2 separate regions of the Mus musculus genome follow, and region 1 is linked to region 2. The links are chromatin contacts, called in public promoter capture Hi-C maps. All regions are on one chromosome and are shown on one strand. The core of a region is the stretch at or near the end of the contact, and the rest is flanking DNA. Distances in the headings are between cores, read along the strand shown. Region 1 holds the start of Scp2 (sterol carrier protein 2, liver). Region 2 holds the start of Podn (podocan).

The links. Capture Hi-C pulls out chosen DNA fragments and counts their contacts.
Region 1: a contact with region 2 is called in a promoter capture Hi-C map of liver. The contact joins the promoter of Scp2 here to the promoter of Podn in region 2. A contact is called at or near these places in 10 of 39 promoter capture datasets (the 3T3-L1 cell line, 3T3-L1-derived adipocytes, cranial neural crest and 6 more), 1 of 15 datasets of contacts at CTCF or cohesin (the NIH/3T3 cell line), 4 of 484 Hi-C or Micro-C datasets (DN2 thymocytes, bone marrow-derived macrophages and liver), 2 of 115 datasets of contacts at active chromatin or transcription factors (both in embryonic stem cells) and 3 of 9 other capture datasets (adipose tissue, liver and pancreatic islet).

Annotation. Positions count from the first base shown.
Region 1 is chr4:108,113,073-108,120,318 of GRCm38.p6, forward strand. Scp2 (sterol carrier protein 2, liver) reads right to left here and starts at 5,475. Exons shown (of 16, transcript NM_011327.4): 1 at 5,307-5,475. The coding sequence starts at 5,375.
Region 2 is chr4:108,026,522-108,033,232 of GRCm38.p6, forward strand. It overlaps Podn (podocan), which reads right to left and starts at 5,433. Exons shown (of 13, transcript NM_172874.4): 1 at 5,349-5,433; 2 at 3,417-3,532; 3 at 2,087-2,147; 4 at 455-774. The coding sequence starts at 769.

The DNA of each region.
Region 1 (7,246 bases), core at 4,225-6,724, 87 kb after region 2:
TACACACAAATCCTGTGGATCAAACTCAGGGCATCAGGGGTGGTGGCTAAGCACCCACGGGTCATGCCATGGGCCCCACGTTTCTGTGATTCCTGCTGATAGCCGGTTTAACGAGGAACAGATTCATGTCAGAGTCTGCTATTCCCATCTGCAGCTTAATTTTGGTTTTACATTGTTTTAAATCTATGCAATAAATCTATAAAATAAATCTACATGACACAGACACGCAATTAGAAAGATAAACATTTAAATATTCTTTCTTTTTAAAAAAATGTTGATGTCTGTGTGTGCTGTGCGGGGCTTGAACCCCTTTGATCCCACTACTCAGGAGGTAGAGAAGAAGAGGCAGATTTCTGTTGAGTTCTAGGCCAGCTAGGTCTACACAGCAAGTTCAGGTTCACCAAGACTACATAGTGAGGCCCTGTCTCAAAAACAAAAAAGGCAACCAAACAAAAAACAACAAGAAAACAGGGTCTTGGTGTGTGGAGACTCTGCCACTGAGCCACGTCCCCACTGTGGATATCTCTTTTTAATACTAAGTAAAACTGAACAAGTAGAAAGAATTTTAAGATCAATTGTAATGTGGGATCTGAAACCGTACCAACGAACCCTTCATAAAGAACTGAAGAGTCATTACTGTTACACAGCGAGCTGATGGCCAACCTAGACTAACCACATCCTGTCTCCAAGTAAAACAAAATTTAAAAATTAATAATTCAGAGGGATTGGGGAAGCAACTTTTGAGATATAAATAAAATAATTAATTTAAAAAATTAATTAGTAATTCTAGCCAGGTGTGGTGGTACACACCTTCAACCCCAGGACTCAGGAGCAGAGGCAGGCAGATCTCTGTGAGTTCAAGGCTAGCCTGGTCTACATAATCAGTTCCAGGACAGCCAGGGCTATGTGGAGAAACCCTGTCTCAAAAAACAAACAAAACATTAGTAATTCTATGAGTTATACATCTCTTCCAAATTTTAATAAAAGTTCTCAGCTTCACCTTTGTTAACGTCCACACTTACCTCATTAACGATGTTTCCTTATTTCAGTGAGAACTCGCCTAGCAGATACAAGACTCCTAGGAATTTGAACTTTATCATTGGTAATAACTACAGCTCGATGATAGCGGCCCTTTATTTGCCAGTTTTGAAGAAGACAGATAGGTTCACAATGTCCTACAAAGATTTACTTTTAAGATATAAGCATGTGTATTTAGACACGCATAATGGGGCTTTGATCTGTTAACTATTATCATGTTTAAAGGTCAAATGGTTGAGCTAGGGAAGTGGCTTAGCTGGAAAACTGCTTGCCTTGTGTAAGGCCCACTGTGGACATCTATTAATGACTCTAGCCCTGGGGTGACAGATCACAAGAACTTACTGGCTAGCCATCTACCACCTTAGTGAGTCAGAGATGGGAGGGGGAGGGGAGGGGGAGAGGGGAAGGGAAAAGGGGGAGGGGAGAGGGAGGGGGAGGGAGGAAGGGGAGAGGGAGGGGGAGGGAGAGGGACCCGTGACAATACAACAAGATAGACTAGGTGCCTGAGGAACATTACCTGGGGTTGTCTCTAGCCTTTCACACATGGGTACACACACACAAAAAGTTCAACTGTCCTAGTCACCCTGACACCTGACTCTTGACATAACCCAAAGGGGCTCTGATTTCTTCACAATTAACTGACAAAAGTCACCAGACTTATCTTGATCATTTCTTACCTCACCTAGATTTTGTAATTTCTTCAACCAATTGGTTCTCTACACAGAAAAAGATATTTCAGGGGTTAAGGGCCTGGGAGCCTGGAGGTCTAACTCAGTCAGTAGAGTATCTAACACGCATGGGCCCTATCCCCAGGAGCACAGAAACAGGACATGGTAGCACACATCTGTAATCTGGATATTCAGGAGGCAGAGGCAGGAGGGTTACAAGTTCAAAGTTATCCACAGCTACATAGTGAGTTTGAGGCCTGAATGGGATTAAGTAAGACCCTCTCTCTGGAAAAAAAATAAAGATATTTCAGGACCTAGGTCTTAGCATCTAGAGTACCATTGATTTGGTTACTGTTTCTAGGTCTCTTCGTGTGGTCGTGCTAGGAATAGTTTTAACAGATGAAAAATCTCATTATATTCACATTACTGCTTCCCACTCAGCTTCAGTATTTCTGTGCATTCACTGTTGGTTTGTTTGTTTGTTTGTTTGTTGGATTTTTGAGACAGGGCTTCTTGTGTGCTCAGGCTGCCTTCAAACTTCCTATCCTGGAAGCTTAGGACCCTACCTCAGTGTTACAGCATCTCCCAGCTTAAGGCACTGGGTTTGATCCTCAGGGCCAATAACCAATTTAAAAAGTAATAAAAAGTTTCAACAGGGCTGGCAAGATGGTTTAGCAGGTAAAAGGTGCTTGCCATATAAGTCTGGTGACCCGGACTCCTCACAACTCACAAAAAGATGGACAGACAAAATCAACTCCACAAAGTTGTCATCTGAGCTCAGAGAGTGCTCACCACTGCATGTGCACAAACACGTGCACACATACACACCATACACACACACACACACAACACACACACACATACACACCATACACACACACACACCATACACACATACACACCATACACACATACCATACACACACACACACCATACACAAACACACACACCCCATACACACAGTAACATTAGCCTTTTTTTAATGTTATTTAATGCTATTTAAGGTGTCTGAGCATGAGTGAAACTCATCATCTGCTAAGTTTCACCACAAGACAATGTCACATCAAGCTGACTTTTTCCTGGAATCATTTCAAATATTTCCCCCAACCTCTGCCAGGAAGGTAGTATACATTTGGGTATGTTTCCTACAAACAAAGCTAGGTAGCATCACACGGAGAATTTCAATTAATTCCCCTTTTTTGTGGTAGTTGGGTTTTGTTTGGTTTTGAGACAATTCTGCCACCACCTGCAGAGTGCCGGGATGCCACCAAACCTGGCTTCCATCCGCTTTTAATATTTTCTGGCATCTCTCCTACAGTTGCTGCTCCAATGTGTATTGTTCCTCACTGTTTTAATGATACTTGGAAGAAAAAAAAACCAAGAGATAAGTTCATTTTTTCAATCTTCCTTGCTTAACTAAAAATGTCAAACTCTCCTTTTTTCTCTCTCTTTCTTCTTTTTTGTTTGTTTATGTGGGTTTTTAAAAATCTGTCTTTAATCCCAGTATTCGGAAAGCAGAGGCAGACAGATCTCTGTGAGTTCAAGGCCAGCTGGGTTTACAGAGTGAGTTCCAAGACAGCCCAGGCTACACAGTGAAACCCTGTCTCAAAAAATATAATAAATAAATAAATATATATTTTTTATTTATAAAAATTATATTATATATGATACAAATACTATATTTATAAAATAAATATCTTCAGTTTGTTAGTGTGTAAGTATGTGTGTATATGTGTAGGGGGCACACTCATACTAAGTGAGGGCAAGGGGCCAAACTCTGACTGTCAAGCCTTTCACACACTGGCCATCTTTGCTGACCCTTGCTCTTTGGTTAAAGTAAGGTCTTACAAAAGCTAGGCTGGCTCTGAACTTGCTATGTAAACTTGAGGACAGCTTTGAACTTCTGATTCTCCTGTCTCTACCCTCTGAATGCTGGAACAATGGGTGGACATCACCATGCCTGGTGTATGCAGACTAGGGATAGAACCCAGGGCTTCATGCATGTTTGGCAAGCAGTCTACCGAGTGAGTCATGTCCCCTGCCCAATCTTGCTTTTATTCATTTTTGTCACGGTCACCCTCACATATAACACATAGCACATGTACTGCATATATGCTTAAATGATGAAACCATCTTTAATTCCTTTTTCTCTTCCCTAAGGAATATTAATATCCCCTTCACCTCCACCTCCCAACTAGAAAAAAATTAAACATATCTTTTTTTTTTTTTCAGAAACTATGCTTTTTCTATACAGCCCATATAAACAGACATTAAGCAATCATGGGAAGACACTTTAAAATGGAACAACATACTAGCAGGGCATGGGGATCAGGGACACTTGCAGGTTCAGAGGGGGGGGGGCAGTTTGAGAGACTGAATCAGAAGTTTAAAGCCAGCCAGGGCCATATAAGATACTTTTTTAAAAAAAAATCTAGAGAATATTCTGGAAAGTTTTACTGCCCACCTACTTACTATATGAGAAGCTCCCCCTCTGAGAAACAGTGGGATGCCCTTTAAGTTTTAGAACATATTAGTCAACTTTTCTATTTACATGTTTTGAATAAATTATTTGTTTTCACCTGTTACTAAGATAATGTAAAATTTGGGTTTTGTTTTTTTTTTTTACAGTACAAAAAGATTCTTCACAGTAACTCTTTCACCAGTAAATCCATTTAATATCAATCATCTAACATTCACTGTCATTAGGCACGAGTGATTTATCACTGTGAGTGATACAGCAGTAAATAATTGTGGTACCCACCCTGTAGCAATACATTAGGAGAATATAGTCATCTGAACAAAGAATCCCAGTGCATCAAAGTAAATTAGAGCTAAGCTCAAGGCTCTAGAGGTAAGAAAGACAAGATAGGGCTGGCGAGATGGCTCAACGGGTAAGAGAACTGACTGCTCTTCTGAAAGTCCTGGGTTCAAATCCCAGCAACCACATGTTTGTTTGTTTTGTTTTGTTTGTCGGTTTGGTTTGCTTTGTTTTGTGAAACAAGGTCTTGATATGATTCAGACTCGCAGCAGTTCTCCTGGCTGCATCTCCTAAAGCTCATACTAGAGATGTGAACCACCCGGCCGGCCTACTCGGGATTTAGAATCTAAGGAAGTGTGAGATTTGTGCTGTGTTGGGGGCTCCTTCACAGACTAAAAAGCTAGAATAAGCAAACAGGAAGGCGAATAAAAAAATGACTGAGAGGGGCTGGCGAGATGGCTCAGTGGTTAAGAGCACCGACTGCTTTTCCGAAGGTCCGGAGTTCAAATCCCAGCAACCACATGGTGGCTCACAACCATCCGTAACGAAATCTGATGCCCTCTTCTGGAGTATCTGAGGACAGCTACAATGTACTTACTTACATGTACTTACATATAATAAATAAATAAATCTTTAAAAAAAAAAAAAATGACTGAGAGAACAAGCCCAAGATACTGAGACCCTAGTGACAGCATCATACACCCTCAGGTCGCCTCTCTGGAGGGAAAGGTCAGAGGGACAGCAGCGCAGACTGTGACCGTCCCCTTGCCGCGCTTCCCTGTCGCCTCGGACTGCGGGGAATAACAGAGGCAGATCTCTCGCTGCTCACAACTCTGTTTACCTTGGTCATGCCAACGCCGACCACGAACACCCGGCGCAGGCGCGGAGATTTCAAAGCGACAGAAGGCATGGCTCCAGCAGCGAAGGTCTCCTACAGACTGAGGCTTTGCAGAACCAAAGCCGGGTCGGGTCCGATTATCCCAACCCCAGGCGTCGGGGGCGGGGCCGCAGCGTCAGGGGCGGGGCCGAGTTACGGGAACCGACCGGAGGAGGCAGGGTAGAGGATGTACGCATGCGTGGCGATCCTAGAGCCAAGTCCTTTATGGGTTCTTTTGACCTACTGTGTTAGACTCAGGCAAAGTTTCTCAAGGAGGCCTCGGTTTCTGTGCTTCCTCTTTTTACAGTGAGAGAGGGAAGGCCTAAAATGGAAGCTCTGGCCTCAGAGGAAACTCAGAATCCTGTGGGGATTCTCTAGAGTGTTAGAGACGTTCTGTATGTGTGAGAGTAGTTACAACACGCAGTATATGAGCAAAAAGCACGATGTACACTAATAAAGTCAGAATTCTATGTGCGGATAAGATGTTTTTTAAAAATTAAGTCAGATCAGGGCTTAGTGGTTCACACCTTTAATATCTCCACACGAGAGGAAGAGGCAGGCAGATCTCTGCCAAAAATGGTACAAAGACCAAAATCCATCAAAGACCTGGTCCATAGTTCCAGGAAACAGGAAAGTCTCTAAATGTGGTAACCTTACGTTTTGGCTTCCGTAGTTCTGTTTCTTGCTAATTGAAGTGTGCCAACCAGAATGTGGGTTTCCATGATTGGACAAGTATCCTCTGTAGCCAGGAGCCATCAATACGAAGTTTGTTCTCAGCCTTAAGAGTGTCTGTGTCGGGCTGGAAAGATGGCTCAGCGGTTAAGAGCACTGACTGTTCTTAAAGGTACTGAGTTCAAATCCCAGCAACCACGTGGTGGTTCACAACCATCCGAAATGCGATCTGATGCCCTCTTCTGGGGTGTCTGAAGACAGCTACAGTCATAAATAAATAAATAAATAAATAAATAGGAAAAAAAGGTATATATTACTATCCCCTAAACTTAAAAAAAAAAAAAAAAAAAAAAGAGTGTCTGTGTCTCTATTACTATCCCCTTTAAAAGAAAAAAAAAAAGAGTTTCTGTGTCTGAGCTGGCGAGATGGCTCAGCGGGTAAGAACACTGCTCTTCTGAAGGTCCTGAGTTGAGATCTGACGCCCTCTTCTGGTGTGTCTGAAGACAGCTACAGTGCACTTATGTATAATAATAAATAAATCTTAAAAAAAAAAAAAAAAACAGACTGTCTGTGTGCTGTTCTCTGGTGGACATGCCTCAAAACAAATTCAAGTCCAGCCTGGAATCATCTGCAAAGTGAGACCCTGTCTCAAAAAAAAAAAAAAAAAAAAAGAAGAAGAAGAAGAAGAAGTTATAATGTGCATGGGGGGGGCTAACTTGCTCTGTAGACCAGGCTGGCCTCACATACAGAAATCCGCCTGTCTCTGCCTCCCAAGAGCTGGGATTAAAGACTTGGGCCATTACTGCCCAGCAACTATGCATATTTTTTTGTAACAGCCAGTCAAGCATAATCCGATCGGTCAGACCATGTCTGGTAAAGCGACTGCTCGTCTGTTACTATTTCTTTACTGTCCTTCCATTGTTCTAGCTGTAAATATTGTCCATGTTCGAAAGCTGAGCTCCCTGAGCCTCTTTTGATTATGAATAATGCCTATCTTATGTGTGAATTATTTCTTATGTGGCAGAGCAACACTTGGGAAAGCAAGCAGATCCTAACACTTGGGAAAGCAGAGGCAGGTGGCTGGCTATCTATGAGTTTAAGGTCAGCCTGGTCTACACAGCCAGTTCCAGGACAGACAAAGCTATGTAGAAAGCCCCTGTCTCCAAAAAAAAAAAAAAAATCAGATTTATCCTTCAACTTAACTGATTGGAAGTTCTTTTAACCTGCCGATT
Region 2 (6,711 bases), core at 4,183-6,682:
TCTGGAGTAGCAGTTCCTCCTACTAGAGCTGCCCTGGATACACCAGGATCCACCCACCTATTCATCCACCCATGGGCCTCAGGAGGGGCCAGCACTCTCAGGGTCTGCTCTGAGCCCACTGCCTCCAGGAGCTGAATCCCCTTGATTTGGCTTTCCTAGTCCTGTAATGGTATTAGCAGCACCCTCTCTATGTGCCCAGGGGAGACATATTTACTCTAAAATTTTTTGTGGCAGCCCAGACTCTTCCACAAACCAGCAGGCTATATCTCAGGATTCTGTAATCAGGACATCACAGGTACCCCAAAGATGGGATCAGGACTCCATGAGTCTGATCTCCCCTCTTACCCCGAATCTGGGGCTAGTGAGAAACGGCAGAAATTGGAGGTTCTGAATAAGAAGCGAGCTATATAACCATATACGGTTGGGGAGAGCTGCTGGATAGCATTAGCCTCACCTGCAAGGAGAGATGGTTGGTGTGCTCGGGCAGGTCGCCTGGAAACTCACGCAGGTCAATGCCACCACAGTCCACTACACCTTCCTGGGAACAGGCACAATCTCGGGGACAGTCGACAGTGGCTGGGCCAGGCTCTGGCTCCTCGGAGCTCAGAACCAGCACTGGCTGATTCTCTTCCTCCACAAATTCATTCTCCTCGGGGCTCAGGGTGGGGGTGTCACTTCGGCCAAACACAGGTGCCCTCACAGGCAGCACAGGGCCCAGGAAGAGCTGAAGCACCAGCAGTAGGAGTGGCAGGCCCCTGCTGCCAGCCATGGTGCCTATGGGAAGAGTAGCTCAGCCCACCGCAGTGCCCAGCAATGCACTGGGCATGTATACAGGCAGTCACGATAGGTCATGAGACAGTTGGCACTTAGACCTTGATGACAGCCACCCTGTCTTATCAGGACTATCCCATGTGGTGATAGAAATATTGTGAAGCCCCATCCTTAGTCAGGGCTGCAAAACCTTCCGTAACTCTCACTAGCCTGGGTCCTGAGGAGTCTGTACCCTTATTTCACAAGAAGGAAGCTGAGGCAGGACCTAGACTGCTGTTGCTCTGACAGCTTCTGTGGCAGACCTTTGTCCATCTCCTAGCAGGTGTGTTCCTATGTTTTAGCGTCCACGTAGGGCCCCAAGGCTTGGGCGTGACACTCTTCCAACTCTCTCTCCTAACACATTCCACAGGATAGTAAGGGAGAACCCCTTCCTCCAGGCCTTTCCTCATGTTGTGGTGACAGCCCCCCCCAGCCATAAAATTATTTTCATTGCTACTTCCTGTAATTTTTCTACTGATGTGAATTGTAGTGTCAATATCTGACACACAACCCTTGTGAATGGGGTCATTTGATCCCCGAAGGAGTCATGACCCCCAGGTTGAGAATCACCCACTCTGCTTTCAACAGCAATGATCTGCCTCCCAACCACTTCATTACCCACTCTAGCATCCCTCTTCAACCATCCCATGTCTAGACCCACTTAGACTTCTCGGCCTGGCTTCTCCCAAGCCATTTGCTCCCAGAAGATGCTATAGTCCACCAGCTCACTTGTGAGTCCTGCTGCTGCACCATTCAGACACCACTTTGTGCTCTCACTTTCTCAGATGCCCTGTCTTGGACCCAGCTCTGGGTCCTGGACATACAGGCAGGGCAGATCACATCCCTGCCCTCTGGAGCAGGTAGGTGATACCATAACCACTACCCACTGGACTCAGGTGCCAGCATAAAGAGGCCCCTAGGAGGATGAGATATCCCAAGGGAAGGATAGGAAAGAAGAAGGTAACAGTCTGGTCCTTTAACTCTACATACAGTCCATGTGGCCTAAGCAGACTTGAACCCCAGCCTGCTAGTCCAGCAGAGAACCAGGGAGCCCAGTAGAGATCAGCGAGTGACACTGCCCTCCACCCCCGCCACCCCTCTACACATCATTATCTTCCCCTCCCCCATAGCTGATTCCACAGTCTTCTAACCAGACCAGCCAAGGAGAGGTAGGGGTGGGGGTGGGGGGGGGGAGTGGGCCTCAAATTCCCTCAGAGCAGGAGGCCAGGGAATGGAGGCAGGAAGGAGCTGGACCTCACAAACACAAGGTACTCACTGGACAGGCTGGCTTTCTTCTCTCACCTTTGGCTTGTCTCCATAAAAGTCCACAAGCTTATCTGTACAGATATATAATTTAGATCAATGTTCTGAACCGGACTGAAAATGTCTTCATCACGCTTAGAGACCAGCTAGCAGTGGCCCACTGTTAAGGAGCCAAGCTGAGCTCCAGGGCTTCTGCATCATCCCACCCCATGCTCCTTTCCTGGGGGTCAAGGACACCAAGTCCTACAGGGAAACCTGGGGCAGGCTCCTGGCTAAGAGGTTTGTGATCCCCTGTCCGCACGTCAACATGAGGCTATAGAGCCTTTAAGGTATGGCTAGTTCACATTAAGGCATGCTTTAAAGAACACACAGTGTGTGTGGATTTTAAAGGCACTGCAGAAAATAATGTAAAATGCCTCATTAATACTAATGATGTAGAATTCCTAACACTTAATATGTTGGATTAAACCAAATTAAGTTTACCTATCTTACATTATAAGACAAAAACCAAATTATTTGTACAGGACATGGAGGCGCATGCCTTTAATCGCAGTGCACCAGGGTGTGTTTAGGAAGGCCCGGGGACCAAAGAGTCTATGTGGAAAACTCCACAGAGCTCACCAGACTGTGGCATGTGGGAACTGGGAACAACACAAGCAGGCACAATGGCCACAGGTCCAGAACAAGTTACCCATGGAGTATGGACCTTGTTTCTGGAAGATAAGGAGCTGCTGACATGAAGAGGACTGTGGGCAAGACTGTGCAAGGGACAAAGAGGGAACAGTGCTGGTGCTCGGATGGAAAGCTTGGATTCCAGAGCAAGAAAGGAAGAATGGATGAGGCTTGGAGCAGATGCTCAGACCCCAGCACTACCTCCTGCACTCAGTGCAGTGAACACTCACCGAGCTCCGACTCTCTTCTGGGCTCTAGCTTGATGGAGCAATAGAAGGCTCAGGACTAGGCATAAACTATGCTCCTAATTTGCAAGCTGGAAACTCGAGGGCAAATGGTCCCTACTGCTGCCCACCTCAGAAATCTCAGACTCCTCAAGAGCCCTCGGCCCAGAGGTCTTGGCTCTGTCCTTTAAGGGTAGGCTGAGCCTCCCCTGATTCCAGGAGTGGAACGAATTTGTGAAAGGCAGAGGAGAAAGGCCTACAATATCATCTGTTCAGATTCCCTGCTGCACTGCGATTAAAGGCATGCGCCTCCATGTCCTGTACAAATAATTTGTTTTTTGTTTTATAATGTAACTGTTTTATAACTGTGTTGAGAGAGAGAGAGAGAGAGAGAGAGAGAGAGAGAGAGAGTGTATGTGTGTGTCAGGAACAGGAGAGATGGCCCACCTGTTAAGAGCAGTGCTCTGCTCACAGAAGACTGAGCCCAGCACTCTCTGGGATGACTCACAACCACCTGTAACCCCAGCTCTGGGGGATCTGATGCCACTGGCCCTTGCCAGCACCTGCACACACAAACACACAATTAAAAAGGAGGAAAGCAAGGGCACGATGGCCCAGCCAGTCATGGTTAGTGGCCTGCCTCCAAGCCTGATAACCAGAAGTTCAATCCCAGGACCCACGGAGGAGCAGGAGACAACCAATTCTGGCAAGTTGTCCTCTGACTCCCACACACGCTGTGTGGCGTGCACATATGAACACACACACACACAATAAGTAAATAAATAAATAGATTAATTAATTAATCAATTAAAGTTAAGACTAGGACTAATGGTTATCTTCTGCTCATAGCCCCAAGCTGCTCTTGAAGGCTGAGTAGGAGTTCCCCCAAGTGAACAAAGCGGGTGGAAACCATGGACAAGGTGTGGAGTAGTGGCAGGAAAGAGGCAGGTGTGTTGAAGCATGTAAACGGGGAATAGAAATTGGCTGTGAAAGCACAGCTTGCCGAGGGCATCAACCACCATGGCAGGACGTTAGTGATAGAGGGTCGTCAGGGTTCCAATAAGTCATGATCAACACTCTTTGTATGGCTCCAACAAGCCTACAGGTGCCACCTCCTACCCAGGATTCAGACGGAAGGGACAAAGAGTAGCTCTCATGGTGCACAGGTCATTGACTCTGACATCTGACACTTCTTACCTTACACACCGAAGACTGGGCCAAGGGCTCCGAGAGTGTACGGAAGGGGGCAGAAGCCCCAGACCAGTCATTGATGACTTTTTCCAGAGCAGCCCGGGCCCTTCCCAGTGGTGTTCGCCCTGTGAGCCCGGGATCTGGTCATTTGGGCTTTTCCAGGGCAAAAGGGAGAGGTGGAGAAGGAAAGGCCTACCCAGGGGTCTGCCCAGCAGACCAGGTGCCTCTTCGTGCCAGGCAGAGCGCGGTTGCACCTCCCCCAGCAGACATGCAGGCTGCTAATGCTCATCCTCCTGCCACCTCTTGCACACCTGCATCCTAGCCTGGGCGACAGCCCTCCCTGCACGCCTTCTTCAGCAGCAGCTGCCTCCCAACCCGGGGCCCCAGCACTGGAATCCCAAGCCGACCCCACCCCCTTCTTCCACCTGACTGCAGGTCAGCTATTCCAACTCACCCATCCCGGTCCACCCCAACCCCCACCCTGCACCAGGCTGATAGTGGTTCTGAGACCCACACAACCTGGGGACGACCGTGCTCCTTGCCCTGTCCCTTTCTGTGTTCCGCTGGAAGCAGCTGCCTAGACGGAATGGTCGGAGTGCAGTGCCCTGTGTTAGTTAGACTGCACCTAAACTGCCGAAACCAAGTTCCGCTGCTTGACTGTGCGCCTCACCTGCCCTGGCTCCCTGGGGACTGATATCTGCCTTTCTGTGCTTGTTTCTGTATGTAAAGAGGTCGGTGTTGGACTCGGTGAAGCCCCCGACAAACTGACGTGAAAAGACGCAGGATGCCCTGGGTCCCAGTTCTCGGTGCAGAGGTTCAGGCCCCTTCCCAGTTCCACCTGCCCCCACAGTCCCTGTCACCCGCCCGTGTGCCTCCACCTCCCCTCCCCATCCGCTCGCAGATTCTTTCCAGATGTGCGCAGCGGGAGGAGCCCGAAGGCAGGGACTGAATATCGAGTAAAAAAAGGGTCCCCTGCCCCTTGCTCCGGATCCCGCAGGGGGGCCGCCACCCCATATGGAGGTGTGCCTAACCGTGCCCCTTGCGCGGGGTCCGCCCGACAGGGTGGGATACGGCGATCCTCCCCTATCGCGGCTGTGGCAGTGGGAGCACGGCGGGATGTCAGAGAGAGCTGCCCGGGCGCAGCCGGTGGCCCGTGGTCCCTCGGCTCACCGGCTGCCCGCGTCCTACCTGCCGCTGCGCGCCGCGCCGTGGGCGGAACAGGCTCGCGGGTGTCCGCTGCGCTCCGCGGGCGCCGGCTCCTGTCATTCAAGTCGAGCCGTGGGCGCAGCGAGCCAAGTTTTGTTGTGGGTTCTCTCTCCCCGCCTCTCCCCCGGCCCCCGCCCCGCGTGCATCTGCCGGACGCCGGCCTCTCCCGACACAGGCGCAGGGTCCCGCTGGGCGCCGAGAGGGAGGGCCGAGCCCACGGCGCCGGGCTTGGCGGGGGGCCCACTTCCCGGGAGCTCGCGCCGCCGCCCCGGCCGGCCGCAGCACCACGCCCCCAACACCGGGTGCCTCCAGCGCACCACCTCCGCCTGCCAGCCTGCGGGCTGGGACCGCACCCAGGCAGGCCCCCCGCACCTGAGGAGAACCGAGAGGGCTCCTTCCTTCCAGTTCCTCCGCGCTCAGCTTCTTCCTCAAGGAGTTTGCAACCTTCCCGGGCACAAGTACCTTCCCTGTTCCCTCTCCCACCCTAGGGTCCGGAGCATGGCTAATGCTGCGTCAGCCAAGACCCTTCTGGACCCCTTCCTGTCAAAATTCCTCCTTCTCCTCCCCACCATCCACCCTCACTCCACTGGCCCTGGGCCCACAACTTGGTGAACCTTGAAGGAGAGTTAAACTGGACCGGAGTCTTCAAGCACACAGGTTCTAGTCGCGGAGAAAGCAAGGGACTGAGCAGGGAGCACTCCATATTGCTCCCAGGAGCTGAAAATGGTTCCAAGCACAGGCACATTAAGTACTAGCAGCTGAAGCAACACTGTTTGGCGCCAAGGGCTTCGTGGTGGAAAGGCGGGTGAGACTGGGTTTGGGTGCTACTTGGCACCTCTGCTGTGAAACAAACCTGTCTTCTACGTGCTGTGGCCTTTGGGCAGGACCTACTTGGCTCTCGGAGAGGGATAAAGATAATAAATCAAATGTGGAACCACTTGGCCACCTAAACTGCCGAGACCCTAAAGGGCTCTGGTTAAAGTGGCTGCAGACCTTTCCCTCCTGTGCTGCCAGGCAGTCAGTTTATATCTCCATGCATTAGTCTCTAGTCCTTACAGCCCTGCAAAGGAAGATTATTTCCCCATCTAATAAGTAAGGATGTGGCCTGTGCTTGGCTGCGTAACTAACATCATCATTCGGAGCTGGGGTTCTGGCCCATCTACCCATTGCAAAAGTCGTCTGTGATGCAAACAGGCAGGTAGGTAGGGATAGAGCCTGTGTTTGAACCCACAGCCATCTGTTTCCATTACCCATCACTGAAGAACTTAACACGAATGGGAAAGGGAAATATTTTGCCTTCTTTGGCCTCAAATTCCAATCTTCTCTGAGCTCAAACTTGAAAGTT